Linked DNA regions of Sus scrofa: all the other regions are linked to region 3. Evidence: chromatin contacts called from public HiChIP or PLAC-seq data. All regions are on one chromosome and are shown on one strand. Each heading gives the region's core, a stretch centred on a gene start, on an enhancer-like site or on the middle of the called end of the contact. The rest is flanking DNA. Distances are from core to core; before and after follow the strand shown.

What was found. HiChIP or PLAC-seq counts read pairs in DNA pulled down with a chosen protein or histone mark.
Region 1: a contact with region 3 is called in an H3K27ac HiChIP or PLAC-seq map of alveolar macrophages. The contact joins the enhancer-like site here to the promoter of LOC100738479 in region 3. A contact is called at or near these places in 1 of 5 promoter capture datasets (liver), 12 of 47 Hi-C or Micro-C datasets (embryonic fibroblasts, epiblast stem cells, fetal heart ventricle and 7 more) and 1 of 2 datasets of contacts at active chromatin or transcription factors (alveolar macrophages).
Region 2: an H3K27ac HiChIP or PLAC-seq map of alveolar macrophages shows a contact between it and region 3. The contact joins the promoter of TRIM3 here to the promoter of LOC100738479 in region 3. A contact is called at or near these places in 1 of 5 promoter capture datasets (liver) and 1 of 2 datasets of contacts at active chromatin or transcription factors (alveolar macrophages).

The regions. Positions count from the first base shown.
Region 1 is chr9:3,359,725-3,362,424 of Sscrofa11.1, reverse strand. No RefSeq gene overlaps it. Among named protein-coding and RNA genes, the nearest start is that of CAVIN3, 17 kb to the left of the region's middle. Within about 2 kb of position 1,439, at least 18 of the 83 cell types and tissues checked have an H3K27ac peak or open chromatin away from gene starts, as enhancers often do. A contact at or near this core is called in alveolar macrophages, mesenteric adipose tissue, omental adipose tissue and 2 more, where this site is marked.
Region 2 is chr9:3,255,556-3,258,255 of Sscrofa11.1, reverse strand. It overlaps TRIM3 (tripartite motif-containing protein 3), which reads right to left and starts at 1,341. Exons shown (of 13, transcript XM_021062339.1): 1 at 1,202-1,341.
Region 3 is chr9:4,187,247-4,189,946 of Sscrofa11.1, reverse strand. It overlaps LOC100738479 (tripartite motif-containing protein 34), which reads left to right and starts at 1,419. Exons shown (of 8, transcript XM_005667079.3): 1 at 1,419-1,558.

The sequences.
Region 1 (2,700 bases), core at 190-2,689, 830 kb after region 3:
TAATGAGAGAAAAAAGAATGCATACATGTAAGTGTAACTGGGTCATCATGCTGTACAGTAGAAAAAAATTGTATTGAGAAATAACAATTAAAAAGAATTTTTTAAAAGTATCTAATTGTAAAAAGAACCCTAACCTGGGAACTTCCAGGTGCTCCGGGTGTGGCCCTAAAAAAGAATGTGACCAGAGCCTCTCCTGCAGGCTTTGGTGACCAGATGCCTCAGCCAGGCCCCTCAGTAAGCAGGCCAGTGACTCAGATGCCTCAGGTCCTCGGTGACCAGAGCCCACCCTCAGCCCCACCAGTGACAGGGACCCTCGCGGAGGTCCCCCAGACATCAGAGCTTAGCAGCGGGGGCCCCCCTCGCGTCTCTCCATTTCTCACTCAGCTCTCACCCGGCCCCTCCCTCAGACCCCTTGTTGGGGACAGAGTCCTCAACAGGCCGAGAAGAAAGAGCTTAGGGCATGACTAAAGCAGAAAGGCCACCAGAAAGTGAAAAAAGTTTCTTTTAAAGCATTCAGTATTTGAGGGAAAGCATCAATGTGCCCATCAGGGGTGCATGTGAACGGAGTTGGCCTTCTTGGCACTTATTTTACGGTTTAACTCTTTTTCCTTTGAATCACGAGAGACCAGCCATCACCTTCAGCATGTTTAGACCGCTGGCGTGCTTGATCAAGCCCCATTCCCGCAGGGGCACGGGGCCACCCCTCGGGCCCTGTGACCGAAGGGCCTGATTAAGGTCTAGTGAGCGTAACAAGAGCTCAGCGGGTCCCTTTGGATCCCCGTCTGCCTCCTGCTTCCCTCTGGTCCCTGGAGAAGCGGCCGGAGCCTCTTGCGTCCAGGGCTTCTGCCTCCTGGCTTGTCCTCTGGGCCCCTTGCCCAGACAGGGCCCAGCTGTGCCCCGTCTCGCGAGGAGGCGTGGGCCGCTGGGCTGATTGGCACCGTCCCAGGGATTGTCCCCCCAAAGGCCAGCTCTGACCACCCCCGCCCCAGCCCTGGGAACCATTAGTGAGACTCCTCTTTGAAATGTTGCTGCTGTGCATTAATCCACACGGACAGGGCGACAAACAAACCAATTTCCACTTGACCGTTGCCCTCCTCTGAGACCATAGCGCCGTGTCCCCAGTAAACTGCGGGAAATTGGGCCAAAGGCAGGACATGGTGATTCCGATTCTCAGCCCGTGCCCGGGGCTCCCAGCGCCACGGGTGTCTCCATTTGGGCCCAACAGGCTCCCTTGGCCTGGGCCGCTCTGCCTCCGGGGCCTTATCAGCATAACCACCTGCTCGTGGCCTCCAGCTGCCCCCAGGCCTGTTTTTCCCTTTCACAGTGAGAACTTGCAGCCTTTGAGGCTTTCTTTCAGAAAAACAAAACCAGGCCCTGCTTTTCAAAGCCGTCACGGGTCTGTCCCCCACTTCCTCTTTTCATTCTTCCCTTCATCTTTTTATTCATTCGCTCATGCCACACCTCTTTATGGAGCTCTGCGAAGTGTTGGGCCCTGAGCCGGATATGGAGGATGCAGCAGTGAATAAAACAGACTCTCTGGGAGTTCCCGTCGTGGCTCAGTGGTTAACGAATCTGACTAGGAACCTTGAGGTTGCGGGATCCCTGGCCTCGCTCAGTGGGTTAAGGATCCGGCGTTGCCGAGAGCTGTGGTGCAGGTTGCAGGCGCAGCTCGAATCCCGCGTTGCTGTGGCTCTGGCTTAGGCCGGCGGCTACACCTCTGATTCGACCCCTAACCTGGGAACCTCCATATGCCGCGGGAGCGGCCCAAGAAATGGCAAAAAGACAAAAATAAAAAAAATAATAAAACAGACTCTCTGACCTTGTGGAATTTACCTCCGAACAGCAGATACAGATGTTAGACAAACGATATGTTCACTTATTTCATAAAAATTGCCGCCCATACTGCAAAGGAGATGGGCCTTCCATGTATCTAGGCCTGTGCTGCATACTTTGGGTGAAATAATAGGAGAAAAGGCATCAGTATACTGTCAAAAACTCAGAACCTAAGTGGCGAGCCAACTTAGAATTCCAGCTGGAAACAAACAACAAAACAAAACAAAACGAAACAACCTCCTGAGGGGAGAGGAAGAGAAGAAAAGTGGGAAGAGAAAGTTGGAGAAATCTTTTTTTTTTTCTCTCTCAAGACCTCGGCATGTGGAAGGTCCCAGGCCAGGGATCAAATCTGGGTCACTTTGACTCAGCCTCTGTGGTGACAATGCTGAATCCTTAACCCACTGAGCCTCGTGAGAACGCCAAGAGAAATCTCTCATGCTAAATAAAGTTCTTGAGGAGTTCCCGCTATGGCTGAGTGGGTTAAGAACCCAACTAGTATCCACGAGGATGCGGGTTTGATACCCAGCCTCAGTCAGTGGGTTAAGGATCCAGCGCTGCCATGAGGTGTGGGGGTAGGTCATGGATGTGGCTCGGATCTGGCGTTGCTGTGGCTGTGGCGTAGGCCGGCAGCTGCAACTCCAAGTCAACCCCTAGCCTGGGAACTTCCATGTGCCGAAGGTGCTGCTTAAAAAGCAAAAAATAAAATAAAAATTAAAAAATAAGGATAAATAAAGTTCTTGAGAATATCTCAAAGATTCCTGATGACTGGAAAAGATGAAGCCTGGGTAAAGAGCCTAGGACACACAGCCAAGATGTCAGGACTCAGATGAAAGATTAGCACAAAAGGCCAGACAAGGAAGCACACTC
Region 2 (2,700 bases), core at 92-2,591, 930 kb after region 3:
TGTCCCCTAAGCGGCTGAGGCAGCACCTGGCACACAGAGGGTGCTCAGTATATGCTGGTGACAGGAGAGCCATGTTTAAATCACTGCAGTTCCTTCTCACCAGACAGAGAGGCAAAATCAAAGGCAGTAACAAGACAAGGGAACAAAGTTCCAAGGAAAAAGCCCTCCACTTCACACAAAGAAGCTTTCCCGTAGCAGAAGGTGGTAAGTGCTCTGTCACTGGAGGCATGCAAGCCAAGAGAGGCAGGGCACCTGTCAGGCCTGCAGCTCTGATTCCAGTTCTGCAGCAAATCAGAGCCCTGCTTCAGGGGATGAATGGGCACTGATGAGCTGGACGGACAGGCGAGGAGAGACCTGTGCAAAAGACCTCTGCACCTGTTCCAACCTCCCAGATCTCATCTTGCTACCAGGGCCAGCCCTGGGTTTGCTTTCCACATCAGAGACCCCCACGCCAGGAGCGAGCCCAGAGCCGGCCTTCAGCGGACTGACCTCCCTGGGATGCAGCCTGCCCCTCCGACCTGCAACCATCTGTCCCTGCAGGTTTGCAGCCCATGAGCTGGAGCCAAGTCCAGAAGGGAGGAGGCCAGGACCAGGGAGGGGCCTGGGGTCCTCCAGGCGGGCCCAGGCTGCAGGGGAAACAGAAGGGTCCTTTCCTGCAAGAAACAGCCTCCGGAGGAGGCTTCCTGTCCAGGGGCCAGTGCGAGAGGAGAAAAGGGTGTCCCCTAGAGCCCCCGGGGGGCCGCTAGGTACCTGAGGAGGATGGAGGGGGTGGCAAGGGCTGGAAGAGTCTGCACCAGCGAGAAAGGAGCCCGCGGACGAGCTGGGCCACAAGACTCCAGAGTCCCACTCCGCAACCCCACCCGCGCCCCCACCCCCCGCCCATCCTCGACCGCAGCACTCGACCCCCTCCGCCAACATACACACGCTCCCAAACCCCGAGCTGCTCCAAGGATCCATCACCCATCCACCCGCGCCTCCCCCCCAAACATGGACCTCACGTGAGCAGCCACAGCCCGAAGAATCCCCCCACTGCTCTCACAGACAGGGACACGCCTCACGTGGACAGAGGCAGGCACAGCTCTGGGAAAGCATCTGTGCCCCCACCCACAGACACTCGGACAGACCCCGCCGCTCGCACCCGGACCGGGGCCGGGCAGATGGGGATACCAACGCCCCCCGGGGGGCCGCCCGTCGCACTCACCGCGGCCAGGCAGGATGGGAGGGCCGAGGCCCGGCTGCGGCCACTCCGAGGGGCCCGCGGCGCTGCCCCTGCTGCCAGCGCCCGTCCGCCCGGCCCTGCCCGCGGCGCCGCCCCACGTCCCGCGCCTCCGCCTGTCCCCGCGCCGGCGCCGCCGCCGGACCAGCCGCACAGGCCGGAGGGAGGGGCCGGGGCGGGGCTGCGGACCAGCCGGGGGAGGGGGCGGCGGGGACCCACGCCCCGCCCACGCCCCGCCCACCGCCGCGGAGGCCCCGCCCGCCCCGCTCCCCGACCCCGGCGGAGACTCCCGCAGATGTTGCCTCCGCGATCCGGCTGGGGAGCCCGTGAGGCGGCGCGCGGAGCCCGGATCCTCGATCCCCGCTCCCCGCTCCCCGCCAGCCGCTTCGTGCTCCCGACAGTTCCAGGGACGGGCGGCAGCGCAGGTCTCAGGGGCTCCGTCCAGAAAAGGCAGCTGGGCAGCGGGGGTTTCGGACGCTGGGAGCCGGTAAGGGCTGCCTCGGGGAGGGGCCCTTCCAGGCTTCCCCGGCGGGCTCCTGCGGACTATGCTGGCGTGGTCTCTGCTGGGCGGAGGACCCGGGCGTCTGTGCCTCGGCCCAGACCTCGGGGCGGCGGAAGGGCCCCAAGGTGGAAGGGCAGCACCCAGAGCTCTGGGAGAAGCGGCCGACGGGTACACAGGTGCGGGGCTCTGCCTCCAGAGCCTCCTCCTGAGGAAATTATGGTTCAGGCCCTCCAGCGACTGCCTCCCACCCTCCAAAGACCAGAGCAATTCTCAGAATCGTCGCACTGTGGAAAAGCAGCCCCGGTGGAAAATAATCAAAAAGTACAATAACAGTTAACAGCGCCTGAGTGCTTATTGTGTGCCAGACACATAACGAATCACTTTGCATATATTACCCTTCATACTCTTCATCTTAATAGGTGGCTTCTTTTATTAGCTGGGTTTTGCAACGGAAAGAACTGAGGGCCCGTGGCTCCCCAGACATTAACCCTGATCAGCCAGCTAGAAAGTGCTGGAACCAGGCCTTGAGCTCTGCCTGAGGGCCTGCCTCCAGTCAGGCCGGGCTTCAGCACCTTTCAGGCTGAAAAATCTCCAGCGGCCTTAAAGTGGAGGGGCTTGTGTATGGACCAGCCCCCTGACTAAGCCACCGCCAGAGGCCTGCAGCCTCCAGAGGGAGAGGAGGGTGCTGCCAGGTTCTGGAGCTACCTGGACCCCGACTAAATCGGTGCTGTCAGGAGCTTTCCTTGCCTCACACAAGGGTCAGGTTTGGGCTCAACAGCGGGATGGCAGTGGCTCTGGAAGCTGCCTTGACCTCTCACCCGCCTTAGTGCCGGGCCCAGCACGGGTGCTCTGGTGCTTGCGAATGAGCCTCAGACGGAGTTCATGTTTGCTGTAGAAGTGGGGGCCAGGGCTACACAACATGAGGGGACCCGAGACTTCTCCCGATAAGGCTTCACAGCCTGAAAAGGCCTGGCACGACCTA
Region 3 (2,700 bases), core at 170-2,669:
GTCCTGCGAGGAAATGATGGGAGAGAAACCAGACGGAGCTGGAAAAACCTGGCATTGTCTCCCGCGCTCGGATCTGGTAGTGGGTGTCGCCATCCTCCAGATAAAGGCTCAGCAAGGGAGTCTGACGAAGTGACTCTGCTCACTCTTGCAGCCTCGCTTCCGTTTGCCTAGAGCTCAAGGGTAACTACCCATGGAACTAGAGGCACTTCCTGGATGCACCCAGCTTGCCCTTCTCTCCAGGCCATTTCTGCCTCCCAGAGGAAGAGCTCAGCTGAGAGGGATGCACGAGGGGACATCGCGATACCCTGAGGAAAGCTCCCCCAGTGGCGATCCCCCCCCCCCACTTTGCACATATCCTATGCAGGAACGTGAGGTTCCGAAAATAGCAGAAAGACGGCAAAGTCAGAGCACGGTGGCAAAGCCCCCCGGAGTCACAGGAAAACGAGACGAAGGAAAATAGAGGGAAGATGTTCAAGTAAAATCAGTGATAAAAAAACAAAAACAAAACAAAACGTGGATGTCACAGTCCGCAGAACTGATGGACCAGACGAAGGTCCTGGGCACACCTAACGCAACGATTTGACAAATGTGTCCAGGGATTGACAATCTGAATGCTAGAAATGGCCGATACTGGACCAAGGAGAAGACCTAAATGGCCAAGTGGGAAGTGACTCCTTAAACGTGGTCCCAGCATAGGTCCACCTGTAAAGGATACCGACAATTTTACGAGAAAGCTGTTAAAATGTCAACAATTTTTTAAAGATTTCCTTCTTCCTCGGATGTGTCCCTGGCCCCCCACCATGAGTCAGATGATGGGGGAGGCGAAAAGCGATAAGGGCAACCTTTTAAAGCAGTTTCCGGAGGTGACACTTTTTCTCATGTAACACGTTCTCCGGGAGGTGGGACCAAGATTTCCTTGATGGATGCAGCCCAGAAAAATCAACCCAGGAAGTTATTCTCCTCATCAAAACAGAGGACACTTTTCACGGAGGCACGTGGAGACACAGAGTCACCCTGTGCCCAAGAAGGGCGGAGACTTGACAGGGACTCCTCTGGTCAAGGTTCCTGCCCATCAGGGGTGGTTTCGACGCCTGCTTTTAGGAGGCGGGTGGTGCTTTTCGGGAGCAAGTGGGACGCCGCCCAGGAAGCGATGGTTCACATTGGTAGACTGATCGAGGGCCTGTGCACAACCGTGAAAGTGGCAGGAGACGCTCAGGGCCTAGCTGGCCTGGGAAGCAGACGGGGTCAGGCAGAGCTTCTCAGCCTCTGCTCGCTCCCTTCTTCCTTGCAGGCTGCCTTGCGCCTTGGAGAACGATCCCGCCGCTGCCCACTAGGTGGCAGTAGCATCCCCGCAACTGGACTTGGGCTCAGGTGCCCAAGGTCCCTCCCCAGCCTGTGAACCCCGCGGGAGAGCCGGACTCCTCCAGGGGCCCCAAAGGGCGGCTGCCTGCCCGCTTGGCCCAGAGCGCCCTCCCCTTTCCGGCCGGGCCAAGATTTCACTTTCATTTCTCAGCCAGCTCCTGGGAGGAGCTGCTTCCTGCAGACGGAGCCCTGCTGGGTGCGTAAAGGCTGATTGCTTTTCTTCACCCCTTAACCCGGGAGGGTGGGGCTGCAGGTGGTGTGGGAGGTCGGAGGTCTCCGAGGGCACCGAGAGTGGGGCGACTGCAGAAGGAAAGTCCAAGACGTTGGTTGAGTTGAGGCTGTGGCCCAGGCTTGTTCCCAGGGGCAGCAGGGCCAGCTTGCAGGCTTCTTGCTCTCAGGGCAGACAGATGGCAACCCTGAGTCTAGAGAAGACGGGCTCCTGGAAAAGGCAGAGGTTTTGTTGGCTGGAGAAGCCCTTGTTTCTCTAGGCAGAGCTCAGAGCCGCTGCCTCCCTGTTCTGTAGTTTTGAGAGAAACTGGAACATCCCCCCCACCTGTCTGTCTCTCTGTCTGTCTCTCATAGAGAGACCAAGAGTCTCCTCTTCTGCCCACCTCCCCCTCCTCCTCGGAAGAGACCCTGGAGAAAGAGGTCCGTGTTTTCCAAAGGCAGGAAGCCCCAGCCCCTCTATGGAGCCTTGGGGACAAGTTCAGGGGCAGCGCTGACGGGATCCCCGCCCTCCCTCCGTCTGTGGTGTTCCCGACACACCCTCAGCTCTTGTCCTGCCTGAGGAGGGCAGGTTGGAGGACAGCTGCCTGCCTCCGGGGTCCCCGTTTGTCCCGTGTCCCCCTGGGGTCCCGTCTCAGGCATCTGCTTGCGTCTCTGAAGAGCCCTGCCCACTCGGACCTCAGGAGCCCGTGGACAGCTGCCTTGGAGCTTTTGGTCGTCATTCTTCCCCCTTGGCACCCCGTGGCCTTGACTGCCACCTCGGCTCCTCCCCTTGTGGGGTTGATGTGGTTCAGAGCTAATTCAGGAGAGTGGCTGAGCGCTAAGCGGGAGCCCGAAGACTCGGCGGCGTGGCTAAGACGTTTGCTCCATCCCCTGACACTGAGGAGGGAGGACTCCCCTTACACTCACACTGATTGGTACCCTACATACATTTTGACACACGGCCTTTCTGATCTGTGCTCCCACTTTTTAGAAGTCACAGGTACAGCCTTGCCGTGCGTCTGCGCCTCACTCCTAGGAAGGGCCCATTGCTGCCCCAATGTCATTGCCTCCTCAGGGTCAACAGCCAGACCTAATACACAGGATGAAAGGGTTTATCTGCTTATTTTTACA